3 separate regions of the Mus musculus genome follow, and regions 2 and 3 are each linked to region 1. A link is a contact called in public promoter capture Hi-C data. All regions are on one chromosome and are shown on one strand. Each heading gives the region's core, a stretch centred on a gene start, on an enhancer-like site or on the middle of the called end of the contact. The rest is flanking DNA. Distances are from core to core; before and after follow the strand shown. Region 1 holds the start of Nrbp1 (nuclear receptor binding protein 1). Region 2 holds the start of 4930557J02Rik (RIKEN cDNA 4930557J02 gene). Region 3 holds the start of Tmem129 (transmembrane protein 129).

What was found. Promoter capture Hi-C pulls out the DNA fragments that hold promoters and counts their contacts. Capture Hi-C pulls out chosen DNA fragments and counts their contacts.
Region 2: a contact with region 1 is called in a promoter capture Hi-C map of liver, with 6 times the contacts expected there. The contact joins the promoter of 4930557J02Rik here to the promoter of Nrbp1 in region 1. A contact is called at or near these places in 2 of 39 promoter capture datasets (hippocampal neurons and liver).
Region 3: a contact with region 1 is called in a promoter capture Hi-C map of liver, with 3 times the contacts expected there. The contact joins the promoter of Tmem129 here to the promoter of Nrbp1 in region 1. A contact is called at or near these places in 6 of 39 promoter capture datasets (the 3T3-L1 cell line, the C10 cell line, erythroid cells and 3 more), 8 of 115 datasets of contacts at active chromatin or transcription factors (acute myeloid leukemia, astrocytes, embryonic forebrain and 5 more) and 1 of 9 other capture datasets (liver).

What each region holds. Positions count from the first base shown.
Region 1 is chr5:31,238,457-31,242,581 of GRCm38.p6, reverse strand. Nrbp1 (nuclear receptor binding protein 1) reads right to left here and starts at 1,664. Exons shown (of 18, transcript NM_147201.2): 1 at 1,580-1,664.
Region 2 is chr5:34,116,843-34,120,967 of GRCm38.p6, reverse strand. It overlaps 4930557J02Rik (RIKEN cDNA 4930557J02 gene), which reads right to left and starts at 2,228. Exons shown (of 4, transcript NR_040703.1): 1 at 1,847-2,228; 2 at 1,333-1,761. It overlaps Poln (DNA polymerase N), which reads left to right. Exons shown (of 25, transcript NM_181857.4): 6 at 1,970-2,082; 7 at 4,002-4,125.
Region 3 is chr5:33,655,571-33,659,695 of GRCm38.p6, reverse strand. It overlaps Tmem129 (transmembrane protein 129), which reads left to right and starts at 1,719. Exons shown (of 4, transcript NM_026698.3): 1 at 1,719-2,073; 2 at 3,899-4,125. The coding sequence starts at 1,869. Tacc3 (transforming, acidic coiled-coil containing protein 3) reads right to left here and starts at 1,568. Exons shown (of 15, transcript NM_001040435.3): 1 at 969-1,568.

The sequences.
Region 1 (4,125 bases), core at 415-2,914:
ACTGTAAAAAAAAAACTGAAACCTGTGTGTGATTAACTCAAGGAAGAGCAGTCTAGTAAGAAAGCGATACCCTGGAAAGTAAACTTGCACTCCAGAGTCAGTTCAGAATACCTAAGACCTGCAATCAACACCAGAATGGCCATACAACTCTCTTGCGACCCTTTCTACGCATCTCTCCCCAGCCTATACAGTTTTATCTGAATCGAGGGACTTGTATTAACGCTCTAGTAAACGCAAAGAACACTACGGGACGGGGGCGGGGGAGGGGAAATCTGGTAGGATACTTCCCCACTTTAATTTCTAAGGAAAGTCCTTGAAAGCCTCCTCAGTCTGCCAAGACAGCTATTAGTTGCGTGCATGTCTTAATAAACCACTAAAAAAGATGAGTTAAGGATCACTTTTTCCTCCGTCCCCTATCAAAGAGCTAAGAAAATAATAAAGTCTGTTTCAGCTACATTCGCAGAATGTGCATCCAATCTGAACGGATAAGTGAAAGTCTAGCGAGATACAGAATATACTCTGGAACGTCAAAGCCCATGGAATCTAAAACTACAGGACCAAGGAAACAGGCAGCCCCTCCACGGGGCACTTAGAGAAAAGATGAACTGTCATCAGAGACAAACATCCAGAAAGCACATTGCCCTCCCAATCATGTCCCAGAAGGTAAAATAAGAGCAGTGCCTAAAGATCTCCAAGCACTCCCGCAAGAGATGCAGAAACGTGTGCAACACTGGGGGTTCTGCCTCAGAGCTGCTGGCAGTTTTAACAGGGATCACTGTGGAAAAGCTCATTTGCATCGGTGAGGGTATCTCCTCGAAGCCTCTAGCTACCCTGAGGACGCATAGTACATTCACTACAGGGCATTGTCTGTCATCTCGCAAAGTTGTTCTCCCGGCTTCCATTATTAGTTGAAAGCCCTCTGCACATCACCCCGCATAGCTCGCAGCCACAGGCCGCTCTGAGGAAACCCAGAAAGCCTCTGAGGTCAACAGAACTGCTCAGTCGGAGAGAATGCAAGCTCGGAGGGAGGAGGCCCTCAGCTTGTCAACACTCCAACAGGTCGCCCGGCCAGTATCTGGAAGGAAGCGGCGGCGGACAGACAGTGGCCGGCCAGGAGACCGAGCACCACAGCCACCTCATCAAAGGCCAGCCCTGCCCCGCCGTCAGGCCGCAGACCACGCCCCCGCGCTCGGCGCGCCGCCCCGCGAGCAGGCCCGGCCCGGACGCCGCGCTTCCTTCCGCAGGCCCTCGGGCCCGGGCCCCCGCCCCGCCCCCGCCCGCGCCGCCTGCCCCGCCTCTCGCGGCCAGAGTTCCAAGAGAACGCCGGGGCCCCCCGACCCGCGCCCGCAGAATTCCGGGCCGCCGCGGCCACGCCGGAGACACCAGGAGGGCGGGCGGCGCCCTGGGGCCAAGGTGGCCCCTCAGCTGCGACGGGCCGGGCTAGGTCGGGCCTGACTCCCGAGAAAGCAGGGCCGCCCGACAGCACCCGCCGGCCGCGTCCTGCCGGCCCGCGGCTCGGGGTCATCCTGCCGCCCTTCCGCGAGCCCCTCCCTCCAGGGCCTCTTTCTCCGGAGCTCACCTCCCGACTCCGCGCCCGCAGCCTGCGCTTCAGCTCCAGCTCGGGTTCCGGGGCCTCGGATCCCAGCGACTCCCTCACAGCTGCGCTCCGCAGCGCAACCGAACTGCGGGCCCCGCCCTCGCGGCGTCCGGACCAACAGTGGGCGGTGCCGCACCGCCGCCAGGTTTCCATTGGACAGGGCAGCGGGGGGCGGTTCCCACAGACCGAGGCTCTCAAGGCAGTCTACTGCCGGGTCTCCTCCCCTTGCGGGGTTCCGGCAGACTGCCTGCCAGCGTTGTCTTCTTGTCTCTCTGTCCATCCTCCTCCCAGTCGAGGTGCCCCCAAGTAATTCTGCCGGACGAAAGGAAGGCCTTCTCTCTCTTCTTGAAAGCGCCATGACAGTCCTAATCCTCTAAGAAGACAAAAGGAACGGAAGACGCAGCCTTTCAATCTGAGGAACGAACCCACCCACATTCCCCATTTGGGAAAGAGACAGTGCACTGGTCATCAAATTTTCAGAAAGCTTTTTTTTAATCGCTTAACATGAAAACTAATAGTTGCTGATTTGCATAACATTATTTACCCAGACATAACCTGATTCGACCCACATAAGGGAGAACTCATTGAAGTTATCCAATGATAGTTGGCAAATTCGAAAAAGAAACAAAACAAAACAAAAAAAAAAAGTTACTCAAATTTAAGTTGACATGAGTCCAAAATAGAATCCGAAGTAAGAAGATCCATCAAAACTGTCTTTGAAAAGGTATTATTTGGAAAGAGTTTACATTGTCTGTGAGTGTAAAGAATTACAATAGATTCTGGGTAAGCCATTGATCTTAGAAAGTTAAAGGCAGAATTTAAGAGATGTATAATACCATTATACATGTATTATCAAGGAAGAAGGATGAATCATCTGAATCTGAGAATGTCACAATCACCAATTTTACTCTCCTTAAAGGGACTAGTTAATCCTAGTTCACGGGTTCACACAGAAATCCTATAGAGACTCATTTTTTTCTCATCTCTTCACTTTAAAATGCTTGCTTTAAAAACTGAAATTTCAACAAGCATGCCAGAGAGATCTCTGTGAATTCAAGGCCAACCAGGGCTACATAGTCTCAAAAACAAACTTTTTTTTTCACCCAGCATAGTAATGCATACCTGTAATCCTATCACTCAGTAGGCTAATGCCGTGAGTTCAAGGTCAGCATAAGCAATAGAGCAACAACACTGTGTCAAGACAAAATAGAATTCTGATGTTGGATTAAAAGATGCACTTACCTAAAATGTATAGCACACCATTTCAAAGTTTGTTCTAGTCTCAGAAGGGTGCTCATCCTCTCCAGATTAGCCTTTCTGCCAAAGCCATTGTAACTCCTGAGCCATGGCAAGCATTCATGACATATCTGTTCATGCTACTTTAGTTCCTATTATTTTCTGTCAGTACTATTTCAAATGTGCACAGAGGATCTTTTGGCAACCTCATTTTCAGTTATTTTCTCATGTATACCTAAAATGACCAACTGCTGCCTACATTTTTACCACCTCACTTATGTTTCCTGATTACAAAAGTAATAAATACTAGCCAGATGATGGTTGTGCATGCCTTTAACCCCAACACTCCGGAGGCAGAGGCTGGTGGATATCTGTGCACTTATAGCCAGCCCGGTCTACAGAACAAGTTCTAGGACAGCCAGGGCTACAAAGAGAAATCCTGACTTGGAAAACCAAAAGCAAACAAAAAATAATGAATGCTTATTATAAAAACTCAGAAATTAGCTTGACTGTGGCCCAAGCCTTTAACCTCAGGACTCAGGAGGCAGAGGCAAGAGGATCTCTGAGTTCAAGGCCAGCCTGGTCAATAGAGTTGAGTTCTAAGACAGCCAGGTCTACACAGAGAAACCATGTCTGTGAAAAACAAAAACAAAAAAGAAATTGATATGGAGACAGAGCCTAGCAATTAAGAGCACTCTCTGCTTTTGTAGATAACCCTGGTTTGGTATATATACATGGCAGCTCACAATTATCTGTAGCTCCAGTCTGAGAAAATCTGGCACCCTCTTTTGACCTCCATGGAACCTAGGCATGCATACAGTATACGGAAGCAAACACTCATAAGCATCATAAGCATTAAAATAAATCTTTTGAGCTGGGTGTGGTGGCTCTTGCTGATAATCTCAGCATCAGGAGCCAGAGACAGGAGGATCTCTGAGTTAGAGGCCAACCTAGTGCGCAGAGGGAGTTCCAGAACCGTCAGGCCTTCCAGAGAAACACTGCCTCAGTAGTATAATAACCAAACATACCTTTGTTTAAAGCCACTAAAAACCAAGAATCTCAAAAATATTTCAGTATAATATATATACATACATGGTGACTTCTATGAATCAGGCATTTTTTTTTAAGTTTTATTTAGTGTGTGTCCAATAAGCATGTTGCTGGTCCCCAGACAGTTTTAATGGGCTTGTGTTAATTTAATACCCATAGCAATCACATATTTATTAACAATTATTTTAGCAGCCCCTTATAATCCTACTACCTTCAAATAATTAAGATGTTCCTTTGGAGCT
Region 2 (4,125 bases), core at 979-3,478, 2.9 Mb before region 1:
TCAATTTCATGACCCCCACACCCACAATTGATACTGCCACAATATCATTTTGAAGCTTATTAAGTTCTAGGAAAGATAGTCCCTCATATACTATAAAACATGGAAAATAGTCCCAATTCTACAGTAGTGTATTTAGGATTCAAATCGATTTAAATCATACCTTATAAATATATGCTAAATATATACTAGGAAATTTTGCATGTGTATGAGTTGTGTGTGTTTGCACGTGTGTGTATATACATGCACATTTATGTATGCATTTTATTTTATTGAGGCAGAGTCTCTTGTTAAATGTAGAGCTCATCTATTTAACTAGTCTAGCTAGCCAGCTTGCTGTAGGGATCCCTGTCTCCCCAGTGATGGGATTTCAGGCAGGACACAACGAATTTACATAGGTTCTGGGAATCTGTCATAGGTGGCTTCAGCTGTCAACTTGACACAAACCTAGAGTTATCTGGGAAGAGGGAACCTTAACTATAGATTTGCCTTGATCAGACTTTGCTAATTGATATAGGAGAGGCCAGCCCACTATCTCTGGCACACAGGTGGGTCTGGGCTGTATAGCAAAGGTATCTGAACTTGAATCTTGGTGCACGTGAACCAGCAGTCATTCTTTTATGGTCTCTGCTTCAGTTTCTCCCTCCAGGTTCCTGCCCTGACTTTCCTTGATGATGGAATATAACCTATAAGAGTAAATAAACCCTATTCTTCCAAAGTTGCTTCTGGTGTTTTATCTCAGCAACAGGAAGCAAACTAGAACAGAACCTGAATTCCAGTCTTGGTGTTGGTGTGGGAAGTGCTTTTTTCCACTGAGCCACCTTCCATAAGAAACTCTTCTGATGTTTGTCTTACCAAGATAGACTTTAGCCAGCCTGTATTTCTCCCCATGAGAAGGCAGGGTAGCCATTAGATCACTTCATCCTAGATGTATCCTTCAGCATGTGCCAGGGAGGTCCCCATATTCCATTTTCTACCATTCTTAACTTCTTCATTCTCATTCTTGTGTCCCTTATCAGTTTTACCTAAGCCAAGACCCAGTGCTGTTGGCACTTTGACCTCCCTACCATTTTGGTCTCCTGTTCTAACAAATCAAGGCCAAGCCACATAACTTTCAAAGCACTATACAGTGTCTATCAATGGAGCCAGGCAAGCAAAATCCACCTATACACCATCACTCAGTGTGCATGTCTACTGGACTCCTGGTTTCTTCCTTTCTTACCCCATCAAAGAGCTCTTTTTAATGTATTGTACTTTTTCCATAAAGAGGAACTTGGGCTTAGTGGTTTAGGGCTTCTGGCAGTAGCAAGATACAGTATCAGAACCCAACCTTACCATCTATTTGGTGTGACATATCTGAATCCAAGTCTCTTCATCTTCATACTGGATGGAGTGCCTGCCTTGTAGTAGTGTGACTAAGTTTCAGTGTGGCAACCTTGTGAAATGGTAGCCTGGTATCTGCTATGATAAATGTTAACTGTTATCCCAGATTCAGAAGTTCATAAGGTGATGGAAGAAGCTGCAGTTTAGCACGTGTGGGTCCTTCTGTGAAAGGTGTGTGGGTAGGCTGCTTGCCCAGAACATCTCTTGAGCAGGTTGCACAAGTTGTGGGTGGAGAAGAGTAGACATGCAAGAGCATATGCCATCCTCAGCAGTGTGGGTAGGAGTGGCACCGTGCAATGGCAGAAGGAAAGACCTGGCATGCCGAGAGGTGGAACACTTGGAGGCTTGGACCAGGTCCAGTGTGTGTATTCTGCACAGGAGCTTCAGGAGTAGAAGCTTTTCTCAGAGATGAGCCCTGAGTCAAAGCTTCACAGTGTATGAAATACACATAAGAAGTAATGCCCACCTCATAGGATTCACTAGTTAATCGAGGTGTGTATATACTACATAAGGATAGATAGAATTTGATATTACAATATTTTTCCAAGACCCAAATTACTATCTAAATGGTGAATTTTCTTTTGTTTAGGAACATACTGTTTTGGACACTGAGGTGTAAATGTCCCGTTGTTTGTTTTAATGCCAAGGACTTTGTGAGAACAGTGCTGCAGCTCTATGGTGAAGATGGCAGTTGGAAGCATGGTAAGTCACCATTCTCATTGTCTCTAAGACTTAGAAAAGTGGTCAGGCCACCATGTCACCTGCTCCAAGGGCTCTTGGCCACACAGACACTGCTTCTTCACCTGCCATGGACACTTCCCCTCCTATGTCTGGACTCTTCTTATATTTGTACCAGTTTATACTCCTTTAGTGTAAAGAATGACCGCTGAAACACAGTCACAATGGGCTTTGTTGTTATCATCAATGGATACAGATACTAAGATCTACAACCCAGAGAGTACCAAACAAGACAGTATAAAGGGTAGGGAATAGCTGCTATATGCCTTTAATCTCAGTACTCAGAAAGCAGAGGCTAGAGGGTCTCTAAGTTTGAGGCCAGCTTGGTCTACAGAGAGAGTTCTAAAATAGCCAGGACTTCACCAAGAAACCCCATCTTGAAAAATGAGAGAGAGAGAGAGGTAGAGAGAGAGAGAGAGATAGAGAGAGAGAGAAAGACAGAGAGACAGAGACAGAGAGAGACAGAGAGACAGAGACAGAGAGACAAAGACAGAGCGACAGAGAGAGCGAGCGAGCATTGTCAGGTATGGGTTCCATTTCATGGAATGGGACTTAAATCCAATATAAAAGTACTTTCAGAACCTTTTTGCCACTATTGTATCAGAATATCTTGTAGTCATGCCGCTATTGTAGGTAACAGGGTTTATAGCTGGGTGATATTAGCAATTGTCTTTAACCCTTGTCAGGGGGCAGAGTAATTATGAACACGTAGGGGTTAAGCTTCTGGTTTGGCACCAGCTGGACTTCTTCACATTCAGTAACATAAATATATGTTGTTTGCAACAGTAGGGCTTTACCACCTTACGGTGGAAAACAGTCATGGCCTTGGTAATAGTCTCTGATGTTTGGAGGGATTCCATGGGACCCCTTTGGCCAACAACTCAAAAATATATAGCTTTTTCCTGGCACTGGAAATTTTACTTGGTGGCATTATATGGTGATTCCATTTAGATTCATTCCATATATGCCTATATTAGGAAGCTTCTACAATAGTGGGTTTCCATATGACTTTTCAAATGCCTTTAGTGTTAGGTGTACCTCTCATAGTCCCTACTTAACTTGGATCTTCCATCCTCTGTCCCATCGAATCCTTCTGGTTTAGTTCCCCTTCTCCCCACAGCACTATATTGTATTTCCCCTTTCTTGGAAGATCCTCTCTATCCCACTGACCTTACCTAATGTCTGTAGTTATTTGAATTTTAGTACACATATCAAAAGCTTAAAAACTTAACATCCACATATAAGAGGAAACATGTAGTATTTGTCTATTTTGGGTCTGGCTTATTCACTTGGGAATTTTTTTCTCTATCTCTATCCTTTTAACCTTCAGATTTCAAATTTTCACTGGTTTTTAAACAACTGAATGATATTCCATTGTGTAAATGTGCCATAGTTTCATTTTCCATTTATCAGTAGATGGACATCTTGGCTGTTTCCAATTTCTGGCAATTATGAATAGTACAGCAGTGAACGTAATTAAGCTAGTGTCTCTATAGTAAGATGTAGAGTCCTTTGGATATATGCCCAAGAGTGGCATAGCTGGATCTTGAGGTAGATCTATTCCCAGCTTCCGGAGGAACCTCCACACTTATTTCCACACTGGCTGAATTTACTCCCACAGCAATGAATAAATGTTCTCATTTGCCAGAATTCTTGTCAGCATTGTCAATTGTTTTATTGATGTTGGACATGCTGACTGGGGTAAGATGGAATCTCAGAGTAGTTTTAATTTACATTTCCCTAATGGCTAAGGATGTTGCACATTTCTTTAAATGTTTCTCAGTCATTTGTGTTTCATATTTGGAAAACTCTCTGCTTAGTGTAAAGATGGGAAACAATTGCCTGTAACTTGAATGAATGCTAAGTGACCTTTTCCTTTGCAGTTGCTGATTTTGTAGGACTAGATCCCAGAGTTGCTGCATGGCTCATAGACCCCAGTGACACTGCACCTTCATTTGAAGATTTAGTAGCAAAACACCTAGAAAAGTCCATCACAGTCAAACCAAG
Region 3 (4,125 bases), core at 470-2,969, 2.4 Mb before region 1:
TCTTATAGAACCCAAGACTACCAGCCCAGAGATGGTCCCACCCACAAGGGGCCTTTCCTCTTGTTCTGATGTCTTCATGGTGCAGGAGTGACTAGGGGTGGGGCAGGGAACATAGGAAGTTTTGTTGCTGCTGCTGCACCTGTCCTTCTGAGAACAAGTATGGGGTCAAATCACCTATGGGAGATGATAAAGCTCAAGTTGACTGATGGTCTCTGAGGTGAAGTTTGAAGGTTGAAGGAGAAAGAAACATCTCCCACCTCGAACAGTGCATGGACAGAAGTGTACAATCAAGCGATCATGACTGGAAATATGCATTGCTGAACCAAATTGTATAGGTATAGGCATGAGGTCATTCTGGTAGCTAAAGTTGAGGAAAAAGGCCTTAGCCTTAAAGGACTCTGTTCAGAGAAGGATGCAATAGAGAAGGGAAACTTATCAGGACCATCTGGAGTTGGAAAGAAAGCGTTTCCAAGAGAAGCCATTTATTTTGAAGTTGTGGTCAGGCTGTACGGAAGGAGGACTTAGAGGCACAGACCCAGGAACAAGAAATATCCCTGGGTTCAGGAAGACAGACGACAGACAGAATAGTTTCGCAGAAAAGATGGAGTAAGAGACTTGGGGCGACGGATGTCCCTGGCTCTGAGACGCGATTCTCCTACACGACACGCTCGACCAGAACAGGAACCAGCACGGCCTCTTTGGAGGCCATCAACTGGGTCAGACCGAGATCACTGGCAGGCCGGCCTGCAAAGCCCAGCCCACGGGCAGGTTCCTGTCCTGCCTAGGAGGCTAGGTGCATCCCCTGAGTTTAGAACAGAGGAGGCTGGAGTGAGGGGTGGGTCCTCAACAAAGGGAGAGAGCGAAGCTGCGGAAGACAGGAACGGTAACTCAGCTCGCAGGAATCAAGTTCCGTGGGGCTGATCCCCACCCTGCGCCCGAGGGAAATAAAAAATCGCCGTTTCCCTTACCTGACTACGGTTGCCAAGCCCTGGGCCCGCGCGGACGCCCACCGCAAGGGAGGAGCGCCGTGCCCGCTTCGCGCTAAGAAAACGGAGCAGGAGAAACCCAGCCGAAGGAACCCCAACAAGGTCCGCTCTCGCAGTCCCGGAACGTCGTCCGCTACGCCCGCCCCAGATTCAAATACCGAAAGTTGGCGTTCCACAGCCAATCAGCGCGTTGGAGAAGAGGCTTCCGTAGAGCCACCTGTGGCCAATTGCAAGCCATACTGGTCCCGCCCTTCTTGCGCAGGGAGTTCCGCTTCCGGGACTGAGGGCACAGTGGGAGCGTTGGGGCGTATGGGAACTGTGGTCTAGCATCGGGGGCCGAGAGGGCTTGTTGGTAGCCAGTGACTGTGAGAGCCATCATGGCCCAGAAAATCTCATGGTCGGCCGCGAATGCGGTTGGAAACCAGTTCGCCCTGGCTCGGTTTTTCTCAGCTGTTAAATGGACCCAGTTGCAGTGTCTCCTCCGAGCTGTTTGTAAGGGAGAAGTTGAACCCTTACGGGGGGTGTCTGGGCGGCTCACAGCTTGTGGGTCAGCGTAGGGTCCGAGAACTCCCCACTCAGAATGCCGGGGGCGGCCTCGCGAGACTCTGACTCCCAGGGTGCCCTTCGGGTCAACCCAACAGGGAAATTGTCTCCCACAGTGCCCCGCGGGCAGCCTGAGGAGGGGACTCCATTTCCTAGAATGCTTTGCGGGTGCCTGGACAGGAGGCGCTCAGATTCGCAGGATGCCCCGCCAGTAGCCGGACTTGGACTCCGTTTCCCAGAGTGCCCCGCGGGCGATCTGACGGCGGTGGCTGCGGCAACAAACCAACTGTCCAGAACTGGACTCTCCTGCCTCTGCACGGCCCAGTGAGCGGTGGCGGGATGGACAGCCCTGAGGTGACCTTCACGTTGGCCTACCTGGTCTTCGCAGTGTGCTTCGTGTTCACGCCCAACGAGTTCTACTCGGCCGGGCTCACAGTGCAGAATCTGTTGTCGGGCTGGCTGGGCAGCGAGGACGCCGCCTTCGTACCTTACCACCTTCGCCGCACTTCCGCCACACTACTGTGTCACTCACTGCTGCCGTTAGGTGAGCCTCCTGTGTGCCGGCCGGTGGTTGGCGCTTAACCGGGCGCTTGGAGACTCCAAGGGTGAGGAACTGGAGCAGAAGCCGGTCAAGATCATGAACAAGCAAGCGGGATCTCTGCAGCCCTGGCTGTGAGCTGAGCGCTCTAGAGCACCATACGCTCTTCCAGTTGGGAGGCGGCGGCCCTGGCGCTGTCCTGCGAGTGGTGCTCGGGTGGGGCTAAGCTCCAGTCTTTGACATCACTGCGGCTGGAGTGCAGAATCGTTCAGCCTGCTTGCTATGTTGGACGATTTCTATAGGAAAGAGCTCCTGTTGATTTCATTACAACAGGGGTTGGAGAGATCCCAGGGGAAGGTGGGTGTAAGAAGAGCAGGCAGAGATGAAGACGGTCAAGGTTGGGAATGTTAATGGAGCGTTTCCTTTGCCGGGCTAGGTCTATGGCCCTGTCCAAGGCCATGGTATGTGGTGCCCCAAGTGCTAGTGGGACCTCGGAGAGGCCCATCTGTTGGCTGATTGGAGGAAAGGTTGGGGAAACTGCTGGAATATAGCAGTGATTGAAGTCTGGGATCCAGATGAAGGAGACCTTTGGAAGCTACAGGGACAGGGAAAGATAGATCTGGGAGAACACATGTCTGCTTGTCTGTCATACTTGCAGCTCTGGGCACAGGAATGATTGGTGTGAAGCAGCTGCTTAGGCTCCAGAGAGGCAGAGGCAGGTGTGGTAATAGAAACACTCAGATCTGTTTTGAGAAGAAGGAGGGTGGAGAGGACTCCTTTGGAGAACTGGAGATGGAGTTGGCATGGTCATGTAGTTTGGTTTGGAGACCTAGTTAGTACACTGCAAGGCATATCAAGAGTGTGGGGCTCTAAGGCAGGACTCCTGACCAAGGGCTGTCCAGTGGGCACTCCCATACCAGAACAAGGAACCCAAAGTTAATAAGCACAAGTCACTCAGGGAGGTCATATTGAGAGCAGACAGACGGTGGAGCTGTCTTCTGTTGCTACATAACAAGTTATTTTAACATGTAGTGAATTGGCTAGAAGTAAACAGTTACTATTGTTTTTTGCAGATTGGAGCCTGCTCAAACAGTACCTTACCATCTGCAGATCATTTTGATGTTCAAGTTGCTCCCTGTTGGGTTAACAGGGCTCTGAAACTGGTTTCTCTGTTCTAGCAAGGTGCCCTATCACTGGGTACTTGCTCATTTTCTTGTTCAGTGTCCCAGCTTTGAGATGGGCTATGTTGGCTCTGCCTCCTCAGAGGAGGCAAAATTGAGATACCAAGATACAGCCCAAAGAACTGTCTCAAGTAGGCCAGTGGTCAGTTTATGTAAAGTCGTTTCCTTTTGGTTTTCTAGGAAATTTTTGTTTATTTGTTTGTTTTTCTTTGTGTATCCATGGCTGTCCCAGAACTAGATCAGTAGATGAGGCTGGCCTCAGATCCACCTGCCTCTGCCTCCTGAGTGCTGGGATAGAAAGCATGAATCACCACTAACCAGCAGCTTTGATTTTATTTGATTTCTACTTGGCTTTGTCTGTGAAGTTATAGTAGTAAATTGCAAATACTTTCCTCTAATATGAGGTACCATTGCTCTGGCTAAGAGCTGAGGCAGGCCTGCTGTGGAGGTGAAGGGGTAAAAGCAACGTGTCCTGGGAGCTAATCATGCCCTAGGTTACCAAGACAAGGCTCAGGGCTGGCAACAGAAAGGAAATAGCTCTTCCCTTCCCCAAGCACAGGGAGAGCGCTGTGGTGTTCAGATGGGTTACCATGGGAGGAGGAGAGCCCCCAGCATCCAGGTCTTCCCCTGAGATGTCTTTTCTTCTGCAGGCTACTACATGGGCATGTGCTTTGCAGCCTCAGAAAAGCAGCTCTACTCCCCAGGTCAGGCCCCAGAAGCCTGGCAACTCTTCCTTCTCCTGGCTGTGACCCTTCCCCTTCTCTCCTGTACCCTGATCTACTACTGGTCCTGGGATAGGTGGACCCGACACCCACTGGCCCAAACCCTGGCCCTCTATGCCCTTCCACAGTCTGGTTGGCAGGCTGTCGCTTCTTCC